Linked DNA regions of Mus musculus: all the other regions are linked to region 1. Evidence: chromatin contacts called from public Hi-C and HiChIP or PLAC-seq data. All regions are on one chromosome and are shown on one strand. Each heading gives the region's core, a stretch centred on a gene start, on an enhancer-like site or on the middle of the called end of the contact. The rest is flanking DNA. Distances are from core to core; before and after follow the strand shown. Region 1 overlaps Arid5b (AT rich interactive domain 5B (MRF1-like)). Region 2 overlaps Arid5b (AT rich interactive domain 5B (MRF1-like)). Region 3 has its middle 15 kb from the start of Gm32748.

The links. A called contact is a pair of places that touch in the nucleus more often than the background predicts. HiChIP or PLAC-seq counts read pairs in DNA pulled down with a chosen protein or histone mark.
Region 2: a contact with region 1 is called in an H3K4me3 HiChIP or PLAC-seq map of bone marrow-derived macrophages, with 2.6 times the contacts expected there. The contact joins two enhancer-like sites. A contact is called at or near these places in 1 of 15 datasets of contacts at CTCF or cohesin (the NIH/3T3 cell line), 11 of 484 Hi-C or Micro-C datasets (the C2C12 cell line, Th1 cells, cortical neurons and 7 more), 12 of 115 datasets of contacts at active chromatin or transcription factors (bone marrow-derived macrophages, embryonic fibroblasts, embryonic limb bud and 5 more) and 2 of 9 other capture datasets (adipose tissue and liver).
Region 3: a contact with region 1 is called in a Hi-C map of liver, with 2.9 times the contacts expected there. The contact joins two enhancer-like sites. A contact is called at or near these places in 5 of 484 Hi-C or Micro-C datasets (Th1 cells, liver, muscle stem cells and 2 more) and 1 of 115 datasets of contacts at active chromatin or transcription factors (embryonic stem cells).

Annotation. Positions count from the first base shown.
Region 1 is chr10:68,248,096-68,251,414 of GRCm38.p6, reverse strand. All of the region lies in intron 2 of Arid5b (AT rich interactive domain 5B (MRF1-like)), which reads left to right. Among named protein-coding and RNA genes, the nearest start is that of Arid5b, 29 kb to the left of the region's middle. Within about 2 kb of position 1,749, at least 207 of the 459 cell types and tissues checked have an H3K27ac peak or open chromatin away from gene starts, as enhancers often do. A contact at or near this core is called in bone marrow-derived macrophages, liver, muscle stem cells and 1 more, where this site is marked.
Region 2 is chr10:68,140,089-68,143,407 of GRCm38.p6, reverse strand. All of the region lies in intron 4 of Arid5b (AT rich interactive domain 5B (MRF1-like)), which reads left to right. Among named protein-coding and RNA genes, the nearest start is that of Gm51770, 9.4 kb to the left of the region's middle. Within about 2 kb of position 1,692, at least 21 of the 459 cell types and tissues checked have an H3K27ac peak or open chromatin away from gene starts, as enhancers often do. A contact at or near this core is called in bone marrow-derived macrophages, where this site is marked.
Region 3 is chr10:68,353,353-68,356,671 of GRCm38.p6, reverse strand. No RefSeq gene overlaps it. Among named protein-coding and RNA genes, the nearest start is that of Gm32748, 15 kb to the right of the region's middle. Within about 2 kb of position 1,746, at least 118 of the 459 cell types and tissues checked have an H3K27ac peak or open chromatin away from gene starts, as enhancers often do. A contact at or near this core is called in liver, muscle stem cells and uterus, where this site is marked.

The DNA.
Region 1 (3,319 bases), core at 500-2,999:
CACACAGTTAATTAGCAGTGACAGTATCTAGCCATGGCAGGAATGAGGAAAGGCTGTCAGGATGCAAATTGGTAGAGCTATCCCAGAAAGCAATTGGGTGGTTGCTGCGATCCTTCACCCAGGTATTTAGAGACCTGAGAACCTGTGTTTGCAGAAAGACCCCAGCATTGTATCCATTCTGTTTATAATTACCCAAACTGGAACATCCTAGAAGTCCATGTGACTGAGATTGGTTGAGTATAACTTTGTATCTGTCTATCCAGTGGGCACCTGCTCTCTGGAGGGGGATTCAAGCTGTGACTTCAGGCAGCAACATGGCCGGCTCCCAAGGCACTGTGCTGTATGAGAAGAGCCATCCCAGAGGGGGTCTTGTAGCAGAATTCAATGTGTGTGTGACACTTTAAGACAGGATGATAGATCAGTGGTTGCTGGAAGTTGGTGGGAGAGGGGTCATGACCAAGAAATATGAGGGCCTTTTGACGTGTTTTTAAAAGGAACATTTCTTGTCTGGCAATAACAGTATCGGTGGCTATAAGGGTTGGTGAAGAACTTTGTGAACATGTAACATTTTCATGGAAGTCATAGGTGATGAAATACATTCTCAAGTACTAATAGATTAATGAGAATGGCTACACAGTCGTATAGATTCTGTAAATCTCTTTACTGTCTAGCTTCGTAGTGTGAAATCTGGTACCTGCTTCCATCCTCACTCCAACGCGGTGCCTGCCGTGAGCTGAGGGCTCAGGAAAACCCTTCTGTGCTCTTGATGGAGGATGAGTGAAAAAAAATCCAATAGTAACTTCATGAATTTTGATTTTTGATTGGGCCTTGTGTATCCCCTGGAGTGATCCAGGCGTTCCCAAGGACTCCTGGACTGTCCTTTGAGAATCTCAGCTACAATGGACTGAGCTGTATTTTAGTCGTCTTCTAACTATCCTGTCTTCCTGTCTTGGGTTTTTTTTTTTTTTTTCCTGTGTCCACATGTCCTCTGGTTTTGCTCCATGACTTGGTTCAAATTGATCCTTTTTAAAAATTAAATTTATTTAAAGAAGCAACTCTCTATATTTCATACAACTAGAAAAAATAAACTCTGTTTCCAGTCATTCAAATAACCACAAAATAGTTAAGCCAGGAATTATGTGATATATGTAATACATTTTCCTTAATTGTATCTGTTGTGTACACATATATAATATGCCTACACACATAATATACATGCACACATATCCCTTGACTTTGCCATTAATCAATACATAAGTGAGCCTCATTGACATTCTTTATGTCCTTACCCCTTGTTTCCAATGATACATGCATTGTAGGTGGGTACATACACTCCTGCAGATGTGTGTGTGTGTGATTGTGTGTGTGTGTGTGTGTGTCTGTGTTTTTCTGAGAATCATCTAAATCCATCGCAGCGTATCACACTCTAGAAAACATAAAGGCAGCACATGGCTAACTCTGATAAACCTTTTGTGCCGACCCAGTGAATCCTAGCCATGACTGTAGCCTGCAGCTGATATCATAATCCTTTTAAAGAAAATACCTGTCAAATAGTTGCAGCCCAAGAAGGTTAGAGAAGTTGCTTCCTGTTTCATAGCAACAAAGTCCAGGCCTGGGATTTGAACCCCGGCACCCAGGCTGCAAAGTCACCTACATAGGAATCCTAGATTGCCATCGGAGCCTGGTAGTGACTCAGCACTAGGGTGTGTCACTGTCCTTCGGGGCCCTCGTCGGGTACACAAAAGGAGATGGATCAAATCAAGATGAGTCCACTGAAATAGCTGGTGTCAGCACCCAACCGAGCAGGCTAGGGACCTGACCTGGATGAAACTCTTAGCCTAGAGGGGATTTCACATCTTGAAAGAAAGAAAGAAAGCATGTGCTGTTTGCTTTCTGGTGGTTTCAGTTGCTGGTTTTGGTCTTGCTTGTTCCTTTTTTTTTTTTTTTTTTTTTCATCTCCTTCCTTGTTTTGTTTTATAAGAAAAGATTGAAGTCTAGGTTTTTGTGTTGTGTGTAAATTTTCCAACCTTTATCACATGCGGAAGGGCCTTGGGGGTTGGCTGCTTTGTGACTTCTGGCCTGGATTATCTTTTCTGACTTAGAGAATTCGTGCTCCAGTGAACTGTTTTTTTTGTTTTTTTGTTTTTTTTTTTTTTTTTTTTTTGTACAGTGGTAGAAATCAAATCCTAATTACGGAAACAGTTTAAAGCAATGGTGAAGAGGAAAAGGAGCTAGTGAGCGTCTTAACATGTCCTACATAGCTATTGATTAAACTCTGGGTTAATTGAAAAGTCAGGGTCCATTAACAAAATAACAACGTGTATTTCTTTGTGATCCTTCTGCGTTGTCTGTGAGTGAATCGGGGATATTTATTCAGTATTTATTCAGCACTAATTCTCAGTTTGCTGAGAGCTCATGGAATCATGGCATGAGCTTATTGGAATTCTTTTCATAGACACAGAGAGACTTGCCCAAGAACGGGCACTATGAGAAAGTTAGTCAGCCCTGACTCAGAATAATAAGTATGAACATGTGACAGATGCCATTGTGTGCTCAGAGGAAGGCTTCCCGACACATTTTTCACATACACGTGGGTCGTTTTGTTTCAGAGAGTTGTGTGCTGTTTCCAGCTCTTATCAGATTTCCTCACTTTTAACAATGGTGAAGAGATGCCCTCTCTCTAAATCCACAGTAAAACACAAGGAAGGCTGTGTTCACAATTAACCCCAAGCCAGGTTTTTGATTTATATGTCTGTGTGAATTCCTGCCCCTGCCTCTGTGTGTGTGTGTGTGTGTGTGTGTGTGTGTGTGTATGTGTGTCTAAGTGAGTGAAGGGAGAGTCCAGGGCGAATCTAGAGAGATAATCTTGAAAGACAAGTTTATTCATTAATGACATCATAAGGATTGTATTTTTCTCTTGGTTAATAAACTATTTGTTCGGCGGCTGCTGTACTCCAGCCAGGTCTAGTCATGTCGTTTCTCGGAAAAGATCTGAAGCAACTGGTAATTGAAATGATAATAATCATTTGATCTATTTGAGAATAACACTCATCTCCAAAGTTGTCTATTCTAGGAAGCCTTATTTGGTCAAAATGTTGCCAAATTCCATTTGTGTTCATGTGGAGACTAATATACCATGATACTTAATTATTTTCCAGAACATTCTAAATGCTTTCCCTGGTATGCTCCCTCCTCCATCCCAGAAGCTGTCCCCATATGCTTTGAAACAATACCCAGCCTGGATTTTTTTTTAATTCTGACATTTCATAATCATCATGTAATAGCTATAAATGCAGGACGAGCAGAGGTCTTCTATTTC
Region 2 (3,319 bases), core at 443-2,942, 110 kb after region 1:
GTGTGTGTGTGTGTGATTTTCTCCCCTGGGAAATCCAGGCTGTCATAGGTCTGGAAATGCCCCACCAGATCCCTGGAGGGAGGGAAGGACAGTTTTGAGTACATGTGATTACATAGGTTGGAGCCACTTGTGATACTCTTTTGTCATGGCTGAAAAACCAACACGTTGTTCGTGGTGGAAAACCAAGGGCCTGGGTCACATCCATCCAGGCCTTGGTGAATTACCTGTTACCTGAGAGTTGAATACATTTCCCAACATCTATGGGACATGCCCACCACCCCTGAAAGTGCCCACAGGGTCCTCCACCAAGAGTCTGATCCTTTCAAGGACCTCTGACTGGCCAATGCAGATCAGAGGGAGGATGTGAGACCATGGTCTGGATTTCAAATGCCTTTCCTGTTTCCAAAACCTTCTTCTAAAGGGCCTATCCTCTAACAGCCCAGAATCTCTTCCTAGCTCTATACCCAGGTAGATCTCAGGGCTTCTCTGGCTTCCTGTAAAGATGGTCAGAAGCTTCTACCATCTCTTTCTTCTTCGACTGTGTCCTGTGAGCATCCTTCTATAGAGTACCCTTAGGGACTGGAGAATCCACACTATGAATCTAAATCATTTCGGGATTGTATTTGATCATTTCTGTCTCCCAGGGAAACAAGGCTAGAAATCAGCTTATTTCTTATGATAAGCCCTGACTACAGAGAAGGCTTGCTTGTTTTTAATGCAGGAGTACACTGGAGTCACATGCTCTCAAACCAATTAGCAATACAAATGAGCTTGGTGGGGGAAGGGCCAGAGGGAAATAATCTGTGTTTTTAAGTGTTTCCGAGAAATGAAGACCTCGGGCAGACAGAGACAGAGACAGAGACAGAGACAGAGACAGAGACAGAGACAGAGGGAGGGAGAGAGAGAGAAAGAGAGAGAGAGAAAGAAAGAGGGTGTATCAGGAAAGAACTACACATATTGCATGCCTGTGAATTTACTAATCCGTTGATCAGAGGCATTAACAATGCCCCAGCATTCAGGAGTGTTAACCAGGAGTGAGTAAGACGGGCATGTTTTGGATGATATCGCAAGGGTGTTTATTTACATGGTTTGTTGAGCAGTCAGTTGAAGTCCACGGCTGTTTGGGATTTGAGCTGCCCATTCCACCTAGTTAGAGGGAGCCTGGTCATATACTCTCATTAGTGACAGGTAGTAATCGGAGTGACTTTTTGACACAGCCAAAGTGATCTGGGTCGCATAATACCATCTTCTTATTTATTTATTAATTTATTTATTTATCAACCTCTTTCTAATAAAAGAACTGCTTGTCCTTTGGGAAAGCAGAAGAGCATGGATCCGGTGAGGAACCTGTGGTTCAGTGGAAATGCTAAATTGTAGTGAGTGGTACCAGCAGCAGCAGAAGTGGGGCTTGGGCTATAGCACCTAGGAACTCATAGCCCAGTTCTCCAGAAGACCAGTAATGCTTAGTGTGACCACGTGACAATTCATCCTGGGCATGTGACTTGCGGTTGTTCATCAAGGTATGATATTCGAGGCCAGCCTGGTCTACAAAGTGAGTTCCAGGACAGCCAGAGCTATACAGAGAAACCCTGTCTCGAAAAACCAAAAAAAAAAAAAAAAAAATCTGGCCCTAGAATCTGGGTCCTTATCTCTGGGTTCCTCTTTCTAATACTTTTATTTGAGTGAATAGATTTTTAAGAAGAATTGTCAGCGCAACTACCAAGTCCTTGCAAATGTTGTGTGGCTGTCTCTACTGCTCGCTGTCCATCAATTACTGTTAGAGTGCTTCCAGAAGACCAAGTTGGACCTGTCAGTGACCGTGGGCTCTCACAGATCAGGCAATACATGTGCCTCTCCAATGTTTTCTGTTGGGTGGGGAGGACTGTTTATAGAAAAACAGAATAAAAATAAACTCAGAGTCTTAACTTATGTGGGAATCATGCTTTGTGAATTCACAGAAAGCTTCAACCATGTAAATACATATTGGCTACAAACATGCCATCCCGGACCGACACTGGGTTTTGAATTTAAAATCTCAGGGAATCATTTATGAATTCTTATGTTAAAATGTTGGCTTGGTGCAAAGCCACCAAAAGGGCTGAGAGCTTTTAGGCTGTTTTTTGGATTTTGGGGTTTGTATTTTTTTTTACCCCCAAGTATTTAAAAACTGGAATTCTGTAAGAGATTATCTGCAAAATGCCTTTCTTTTATTACACCCATAAATTTTAGGAGTGGCTTTGATCAAGCCTTCTGCCATTCTCACTTTGTAAATCTTTGACTCATACATTAATAACTAAAAACATTCATCCCATTCTTGCTAGACGGAAAGAGGAAGTTTCTAAATAGTCAAAAGGGAAACATTGAAAATAGAACGTGGTAAATGATAACTAAATTAGGGTAGATTTCTTTTTTCTCTCTTCCCCCCCCCACCCCCCAAGAAAGAGCAATACTCCATGTTGAAACATGCCAGGGTATTTTAAGATTATTGTCTATAAAGAAAAATTCCCAGAACTTCACTGTCCTCAGAGGAAAGGCATTACAGAAATGTAACCTATCACCAGGAACAAGGGGTTTGCTTTCTGGCTCATATTTAAAATACACACAGTTTGAAAATTCAATGACTTAATGCTCCACTCACCTCCTGTAGACACACACACACACACACACACACACACACACACACACAGTCAACTCTTAGGAAGATGATGTTTGTTTGTTTTTTCCATTTCTCTATTTCCAGGCTCTCCCAGCAAGTAAGACCCTTTATGCTATCAGTAGACACAAAGAACTTCTCTAATGAATATGTAGCGTGGTCGCCAGGGAGAAGAGACCTCTCCAAAATGGGAAGAACGGGTTGTTAGCTTGCCGATGAGTCAATCCAGCTTTTAGAGCTGTTTGTCTTTGTAGGATTTCCAAGATCATAAATGGTATTAAAAAATAAATAAATAAAAATGACGGCCATGACAGGAAGAGCCCAGCGGGTGTGTGTGTGTGTGTGTGTGTGTGTGTGTGTGTGTGTGTGTGTGTGTGTAAGCAACATTTAAGCCAAAAGCTTGAGCCTTGCCAGTAACTAGTTACATTTCCTTTGTTGTATTATTATTTCTAGAATCTGGACTGAGTTTCCCACACGTGAGCTGCCTGACTGAGTAACTTGTCTGAACCCATAGCTAAGTGGATACATACAAACGCCTACTTGTTTTTGTTTGTTTGTTTGGGTAAATAGTCCCTTTAAGAAAAAAAGAGAAACAGCAAACTGTGGCTGCTCTGCTGTAGAGAAGATAGACTGTATCCACTGATAAGAAAATGGTAACAATAGAAA
Region 3 (3,319 bases), core at 497-2,996, 110 kb before region 1:
TAATGACTGAACTAAAAGAAGAGACATCAGTTTTCAAAATAAGGTTATAAAAATGCTGTGCACAGATGAGGCCTCCAAATATTTTGATAGTACCCGAACAAAATTGCATATATATACATATATATATATATATACATATATATATATATGTATATAATCATTGAGACAAATCACAAAACATATGTTGTTATGTTTTGCTCTAAAAACCATGAAGTTTACCCAGAACCCTATTATGGTAACTGCTTCACTTTTCATGCATTCCTAAATTACCATGTAATCTAAAACCTTGTTTTCAGCGGCCCTATATTGGAAAGTCCCTTCAAACTAAGCAGGATGATGGCAGGCTCGCTCACATTCAGAAAGAAACCTGCCTTTGCTGCTGAAAATGAAAGTGGGATTTATCAGATAGACTCCTTTAAAACAGTCACCACCTTAGTGACACACGGGGCCTGACGCATCCAGGAAATGCCGAGACCAGGAATTATGCTTTAAGCTCTCTGCATTTTCAAACACATGGATAGTTGGTGTAAAAATATATTCTTTTCCTGCAGGGACGTGACTGTAATTAGTGTGTGCCAAAACTCTCTCTCTCTCCCGGAGATTTCATTGTCTTATCTCTTTGCAGCATCTTAATGCGATTTTATTTTACTTTGTCAAAGTCCTATTAACATAAATGTGTTCTCCATAGCAAACAGTGTTCTTTTTTATGCAAAACAGGATTCAGCTGACTCTAATAAAACAGCTTGCAGTCTATTAGAGTACAACAGTAATGTGCTTATTTTGTTTGTCAAATCAAGACCGCCGTCAGAAGGCTCTAGACAAAGATTTGTCTTGTTTTCCAGAATAATTGCCAGGGTGGGGCTACGTTATGATCTGTAAATGAATAGTATCGCTTAGAACAAACACTTCATATATCTTTTATCTTCCCCTGCACACAGTTCTGAGTTTTTCTTTGAAATCTTTGCTCCACTTTTCCACATAAGTCATCAGAATGTTTCCAAAGAATTTTAACTGCCAGATTAATTATATCTTACAAACAAAGATAGATTGCTTACATTCTTTATTCAGAAACCCTGCCAGTATGGAGCAACTGGCAACAAATTAATCTCTTTTGCAACCCTACAAAATGTTTTGCTATGAAAAGGCCTGGAAGGTAAATGGATCCTTTAAAAAAAAAAAAATCAGGTTGCTCATTCTGAAAGGCTAATCCTAAGCACAGAACAGAGGAGTAAATGAATCTAGCTACTCCCTAACTTTGCTCTTCCTTTTCTTTCTTTCTTTTTGTTTTTTGTTTTCTTGGTTTTTTGTTTTGTTTTGTTTTGTTTTGTTTTGTTTTTGTGTGTGTGTGTGTGTGGTTTTTTTTGTCTTTTGTTTTTTCCTTCTTCTTAACAACTAGGTTACAGCCTTCTGTTAATGGATTCAGTTAATTAAGTATTGCTGTGACCTGGTGGCAATTTCTGAAATCCAGAGAATTTTTCCCTCTTTTAAGGTCTGCCTCCCCCACGGGGCCCCGGGTGTAATCTGTTTGCAGAGAGTCTATGTATGTCAGCCCTGCTTCCCTTAGAAGCTTCTAGAATGTTTTAATAAATTTATCAACCGAAAAAAAATATTACAAACATTTCATTTCCTTTGACTCAGGCACACCACACACACACACACACACACACACACACACACACACACACACCACTGCCTTCATTGCAAATTCTTGCCAGTATGAATCACCCTAAGTAATGTTTGCTTTAACTTTAGTGTGGTTCAACAAACAACCTTTATATGGCTGGACTTCAAAGGGAGGAGAAATGAAGGTTGGAAATATGATAGGCGTAATCTATTATTAGGCATGAAACACTAAACCACTTTTAGCTATAACTCTAAAACCTGCATAATCTTAGGTTTTTTAACATAATGTGTATTTATTGTGCCTTCACTCACACAAGCATTTATCTCCCCGTGTTTGTGAGAGAAATACTTTCCACTGTAGCGTGGGCCACTACTTGGCTTAATTTTTCCTAATATTTAATTTAGAAAGGGGAAAATGGTAATATTATAACAGGATTCTCATGTGTCCCAGCCAAAATACTTAGTGTTCCTCTTTGAGTAAAATTAATCTGTTACCAGTTCCCTGACCTGCAAGTCAGGTTTCAGTAAACTAGGCATCCAGGGAGGAGGGCAGAGGGAGGGGGTAAGCTAGGCTGGCTAGGGAGATAAGATCTCTTTCTTTGATTAAGGGGGGGTGGTGTTGGCGGGGGGGGGGGGGGGGGTGGGGGGGGGAGCTAAAAAAAAAAAAACCGAATGTCTCAACCCAGCCATGCCTCCCAATGGCAGAAAAATAAGCCAAAAGTGTATCCCAGCAGTAATGGTTGAAGACATTTATTAGCTCCGTCCATAACAACATTCACTGCAGGGAGAGCAATTGTTAAAAAATCTGTACTGCAATTATTTCTTTAATGATGGGGGGGGGGCGTCTCCAGCTCCTTATTTCTCTCCTTCTTCACCCTCCACAAACATTGGCACTTAAAAAAAAAAAAATCTAATGTTATGAAATAAGTCAGAGAGCTTGTAGCTCAAGAGAACCGGAGACAGCACTGGGAATGTATGCATGCGCAGAAACAAAAACACCGTCGGTAACATTTTGTTCTTGATTAAATTTGCGCTCCCTAATACAGTAGATTAAAAATAAGTCCAACTGTTAAACGCATTAGTGTTCAGCCGTGGTTCTGGTGCCAGAAAAACCGATACTGCTTCAGACCCAGCCTCTCTCCACTAGACTTGAGGAGCCAGGGGAAATCTGACCCCTCTGGAAACCCGAGCCCCAAAGTCCATCCATGACCCTGCAGTTTGGGGATTCCTTATTTTCGTCGGGTGATGAAATCTCAGAACCATCTTAATATTTTCTCACACTGGGTCAAAAACTCGGCGTCTCTCGGCGAGGCTGTAAGAAAATACGGGCTAGGAAAACGGAGGATGGATTGCTAATGGCTACAGTCAAGACACTCCAGAAGGAATATGAAATGAAGTTGTTCTTTGGTGTACAGGGAGTCGTGAAACTTACATCTTTTAAAAAGAGTTGTAAGCCATGACCTCACGCCAACCCCCCACACTCCTCCCACCCCCACCCCGAAGAATTTTAAGAGACTGGAAAGACCCACAGTTCAGAGTGGGTGCTCCTCCTTACAAGGCATCCAAATTTGGTTCTCAGCACCTACATCAGAAGGCTCACAACCGCGTGTAATTCCAGCTCCTGCACACCTGATGCCCTCTTCTGGATGTAAAGGCACCTGCCCTCACACATGCACACACCTCCACACACTCACCT